Linked DNA regions of Dromaius novaehollandiae: region 2 is linked to region 1. Evidence: chromatin contacts called from public Hi-C data. All regions are on one chromosome and are shown on one strand. Each heading gives the region's core, a stretch centred on a gene start, on an enhancer-like site or on the middle of the called end of the contact. The rest is flanking DNA. Distances are from core to core; before and after follow the strand shown.

The links. A called contact is a pair of places that touch in the nucleus more often than the background predicts.
Region 2: a Hi-C map of brain shows a contact between it and region 1, with 4 times the contacts expected there. The contact joins the promoter of RCAN1 here to the enhancer-like site in region 1. A contact is called at or near these places in 3 of 4 Hi-C or Micro-C datasets (brain, liver and ovary).

Annotation. Positions count from the first base shown.
Region 1 is chr1:118,001,656-118,004,379 of bDroNov1.hap1, reverse strand. The region is part of intron 1 of RCAN1 (regulator of calcineurin 1); the gene reads left to right. Among named protein-coding and RNA genes, the nearest start is that of RCAN1, 35 kb to the left of the region's middle. Within about 2 kb of position 1,414, at least 2 of the 2 cell types and tissues checked have open chromatin away from gene starts, as enhancers often do.
Region 2 is chr1:118,036,379-118,039,102 of bDroNov1.hap1, reverse strand. RCAN1 (regulator of calcineurin 1) reads left to right here and starts at 1,364. Exons shown (of 4, transcript XM_026121585.2): 1 at 1,364-1,807. The coding sequence starts at 1,565.

The sequences.
Region 1 (2,724 bases), core at 165-2,664:
CAGGACATACTCTGCATGATTTTCTATGTTAGCTCAGGCAGTTTACTGCTCAGCATAATGGCTGTTTATGAATCCTGTACTCAAGTATCTCTGTTCCTGGATGCAGGTAGTGACCTTGGGAACTCAAACCTGTTCCCACTGTGTGTGCCTAGTTCAAATCTTGAAGCACTGATTGGCAGGAAAGCCACCACATCCCACGCTCCTGTGAGCTTAGGGAGAGGAAAGGGACTATTCTTTCTGCTTGTGCTTTCTGCTCTGTCCTGCAGGCACTTGCTCTGGGAATATTGGAGACCCACTTTCTGTCACTTTTTTTTAGAGTTTTGAGTTGAGTCTCAGTGACGGCATCTACATTGGTTGTTAACATCCTTCAGAACCGTTTCTCTTCTCCTGAGATGAGGTTTTTTTTGTAAGGATTGGCTTCCAAGGAAAAGTGCTAGGAAATGGGCCTGAGTAGTTTTTCTCACTAAGGTAACTTTGCATTAGTTGAGAATTTGACTGGTAAATAGTGATTTTTGGCCTGTGGCACAGTAAATATCTTTAACTTCAAGTGAGTAAGTAGAGCCCATGGAAATCAAGAGGACTGTTCATGTGAATAGTTATACTTGGTTAAATGCTTACGAAATAAGGTTTTTAATTTATGACTTTTTTGTTTGTAAGTATTTCATGAAAGTTGGTGATTCTGTGATGTTGTAGTCTCCTTTTAGAGTAAAACGAGCTAAATGCATGTACAGTTTTGACTGTTGCACATTTTGATCTAAAGCTGCATAGGACAGTTTCAAATAGCTTGTAAAAGCTTCAGCATAAGCTTAACAAATTACTTTAAACTGTGCTGCTTTAGGGGAAATGTTCTCAAACCATGACAAATCCATAAATCAAAGTCATAAATGTAGATTTGTATCCCTCATCACTGCAGTGAGTAATTCAGTTTGTCTCTTAAAATCTTGCCAGCAGATCACTGCAGAAGCCCCTACAAAGAAAAAAGAAAAAGTCAGTTTACAGGGCTCAGACTGAGCTTCTAATAAAGTGAGAATGGGGAGCGATCCATAAAGTTGAATTGAAGAAAGCTTGAAAATGAGTTCTCCCTGCAAAGGAAAAAGTGTTTTCCAAAATCAGTTCCTCCTAATCTCTAAACTTGAATGCTTTTGTAATTTTCCCAAAAGTTAACAAAAGCTGTTGACCTGAGGGATTTGTTTTCCGTTCCAAAGCCTTGAAATTTTCCTCCTGGCTAATTGCAGTTGATTACTGTAGACTTTGGTCCTTTAGCAAGTAACATTTTCCATCTTAAGATGGGTTGTCCCATTCCACTGAAGAGCATGTTTGAGTGCTGAATGGAATTACTACCAGTGGAAACTATGCTGTGAGAGGGCTTGATAAAGCAGCTGCTGTGCAAACCTCAGCTGTTTTTTCCATCCTCCCCAGCGCGGGTAATTAGCATGAAGCTGACTAACGTGCTGACGTCACCTCTTTCCAGCCGGAGCTTACAGTTTGTTCCTGCCTGCCTCCAAGCATGCAGGACTTGGGTCAGGAATTCGCTGTCATACACAGGATGCTCTGAAACTTTTTTTTTTCCCTCCCTCCTCTCCTTCCCACCCCCCCCCCCCCCCCAGGGGCTGGACTTGTTTCCTTTATAAACACTGTCCGCAGCACCGACAGCTTCCTTAAAAGTAATTGGTTTTTGCCGAAGTGCAAGGGTTCCTTTAGAGAAGCACAGCATGCATTTTAGAAATTTTAACTACAGTTTTAGTTCTCTGATTGCCTGTGTGGCTGATAGTGATGTCTTCAATCAAGCAGAAACAAGGGTATGCTTTGTTTTTTGTGTTTTATTCAAGTGAGTTACTGTACGTAGGTGTTGTTCTAAAACGCTTTAAAATACAGTAGAGCTCACTGGCTTTTTGACCTGTAAGAAGCTTTCGGTTTGATGCAAGGGTCTTGGGTCTTACAAGTCTGCAATGGTATGCTCTGTTGTGAAGGAATCGTACTTTGGAAATTGTAAGATCTTGAGCTATGTGTATTTGAAGGAGATCAGAAACTCACCGCCAAACAGTCTTTGCCTCTGTAGCATATTCTTCACTTTCATATGTGTTTTCAGCAATGTTTGGATTCTAATTTTGGTAGTAAGTTCCATGTAACTTACAGTACACTCTGCTCTTTTTCAGGCTTGGGCGGGGGGGGAGGCTGGCACTGTAATTGTTAATAGTGGAGTGCTAAAACATTAATATTTTTTCTCTGATTTGTACTTAATTGATTAGAATTCATATAATGCAAGTAATCCAGTACTGATACAGTGGATTGTTGACTACTGAGATACTTAAAGGACAAAATAACATATAATTTTGTTTAATGTCATATTGCTAACATGATATGTGACCTCTATAATTCACACATGCTTTGAGAAACTAGACATATTGCATGAATCTTGCAGATGATCTCTGAATTTAAAGTAGAACATGAACTTTGAAATACAGTTCAGCTTGATTTTTTTCAGCTAACATGTGACTAAGATCTTGGAAATTCAGGCTTAGTTTTCATGGTTGCGTTCAGCTCACTTTCCAGTACAGGAAGCTAACAAACAAGGACTTTCTGTGCTGAGGGTTCTGTTCTTGTCTCAATTCTCATTTTGAAGAAGCTTAAGTGTGGCTTAAGAAGCAGGAGAACTAGGATTTTAAAATCTTTTTGAAATGTAGTGGTTATGCACATAGCTTCAGAAATGAAAATGAAATTTTG
Region 2 (2,724 bases), core at 115-2,614, 35 kb before region 1:
CCACTTTTCAGATCTCATTCTTTCTTGTGCAGTCCTGCAGAGGTACAGTATTAGGTTAGTATTTTGCCACCTATTATCCAGGACCTTCTCACTCCTTACCACATTTCAGTATTCTGTGTTATCTTTGTACAGGGATAGAATGTTTGGGGAAAATATGCAAGTATCACAGTAGCTTTAAAAAAAACCTGTGACCTCTGAAGTTCACTTCTGGGTAAACTACTCCCCTAATAGCTGAATGTACTTGAGTATATGCATATATATACATATATGTCAAAAATGTGTTTGTCTAGGTCAGTTTTGTTGGACTAACCAGCCGTTTAAGAGGAAAGGCTAAGCACATTAGGTAGACTTTGTTCTCCTATGTAGGAATGTCTGACACAAGCAGCTCCTTGAGCCTAGCTAGGAAAGGTATAGTTCTTTTGTAGCCTTTTGACACACAGGAAGAGAGAAGGGTTGTAAGATGATGCCTCCTTCAGCTCCAAGGTAAGGAGGAATGGAGACAGACATACATGGCTTTACACCGTATTTGCATGTTTTCTTTCACAAATATATAAAATCAAAGCGTATTTGGTTTGGCCCAGCAGTAAGAAACCTCTGAAGAAAGTACAAAGAAATGATGAAGATCAGTTGCATCATTCCTCAGCAAAAGACAATGCAACTGCCCAAACAATGTTATCATTATTATTTTTTTTCTTCTTTCTTTCTTTTCCCCCAGGCTTCCTTTCAGAAGCGTTGTGCTCTGTGAACTGTTTGCAGAACAGGACGGTTGGTTCGCTTGTTCTTGATGCAGATACGAGGAATATGAGGTACATGATTGCAACTTGAGGCTGACTTTTTAGGGAAAAGATTTTTTTTTTTTATTCATCTGTTTGGTACATAATATTCTGTCCTCTGAATCAAGACGCTTTGTTCTGTGCTCCAGTTGTGGTGCAAAACATGACAGCGTGACTGACTGCGCAACTGAAGCAGGCCTCTGGAGCTAAACTTGGCCCTATGTTGCCTGTGGTTATCCATGACCTAATGAAGAACATGGATGCTGCTGTTCACCAGGCGTGTGCCCAGCTAGGCATGTGCTGGCCTATCACGGGGCAGGGAGGGGATGCCCTGCCTCGACCCCCACCCCTCACACCCCCTGCCCTGACAGATCGCACGCTCCAGGCACGTTCCTGCCGTGTGCGCGCAGCTCCCACGCGTGCCAGCGGCCCACAACACGAGGGACCCTCCAGCTCCCTCGCACCCCACAGCAGGGCAGCGACGGCGCGGCCACTGCCCTCACTCAAGATGGCGGAAGCGGCGCCTGTCTCGAGCCCGCCACCTGTTGCCGTGGCGGCGGCGGTTTCCTATTGGCTCCCCGGGCGCCTTGCGCCCGGGGGGGCGGCAGGAAGGAGACGGTTAAACCTGCGAGGGGGTTAAAGAAAGAAGGGGCGGGGGGGCTGGTAAATTTCGTGTGCGCGCGCCAAGGGCGGTGGGGGAGGGTTACAACTGCCGCCGGCGCGAGGCGCTCAACGGCCGCCGCGCGCCTCCGCCGGGCCCCGCCCCGCGGGGGCTCCGCTCGCCCCCGGCCATGGAGAGCGGCGGCGGGAGGGGCCCGGCGGGGCAGGAGGAGCCGCCGCAGGAGCCGCCGCCGCTCGGGGAAGGAGGAGAGAAGGAGGAGGCCGGGGAGGAGGCGGAGGCGCCGCCGCCCGGGGCCGAGTCGGACTGGAGCTTCGTTGACGGCGAGATGGAGGCGGTGGCGCTGCAGGACCTGCCCACCGCCACCATCGCCTGCAACCTGGATCCGCGCGTCTTCCAGGACGGCCCGTGCCGGGTGAGAGGGGCGACCGGGGCGGGCGGGGACCGCCCCACGCCCGGGGACCGCGCTGGGCCGCGACCCGGCTCCCTCTGCCGGCGAGAAGCCGCCGGCGCTGCTGCCCGGGGCTCGGCTCCGCTCCGCTCGGCCGGCTCCCAGCGGGGAGCGGCCGGGCTTCCCGTGGCGGGGGGGGAGCGGCGGGGCCGGGCGCTGAGGGCCGGCGTGCGGGGGGGACGCGGCACGCCCCCCACCCCTCCCGGGGCTCGGCGGGCGCCTCGGTCTCCCCCGCCGCCCCGTCCCTCAGGAGGGGGGCGGCGAGGAGGCTGAGGGGAGGGCAGAGGCTCTGTCCCCACCCCCCCCGCTCCCCTGACGTGAAGCGAGCGTGGAGGGGCCGGTGTTTTTATTCCGGCTGGCCGGCCCGAGTGTAGGCGGGCCGCGTAAAGTCTGTCTACAGCTGCCTGTCCTCTGGTTTGATCTCAGGGGCCCGGTCTGCAGGTTAGGGCGAATAAGTCCGTAGAGGAGAAGGGAGGAAAGTTGCCTCTGATGTTTCTGACTTCTGTTCAGAGCATTGCAGTTATGGCTTAGTGAGGAACAGCAAAGTTCAGGTGCACCTGCAGGCATTTGGTGAGAGGCAAGGCAGAAAGCAGCATCTGGAGACTTGGGAGCGTGCAGGACAGACAGTCGGTAGGCGGGGAGCTGAGTGCATGTAGAGCTCTTCTGTGTGCCAGCAGATGAGGTATCTTGGCATGAGCTCCCACAGTTTCTTTGGGTACCCCAGTGACTGTCTAACTGGCAGTAGCAGGAACTCCCAGTTCCTTGCTGGTACAAATATGAGCATAGGGAGGCATTTGCATACCAGCTTAAGTTCTCTGAGTATCACACAGATCTGTAGTGCTTCTCTGAGTGGAGGAGCACTTTGTTTAAAATACTGTTCC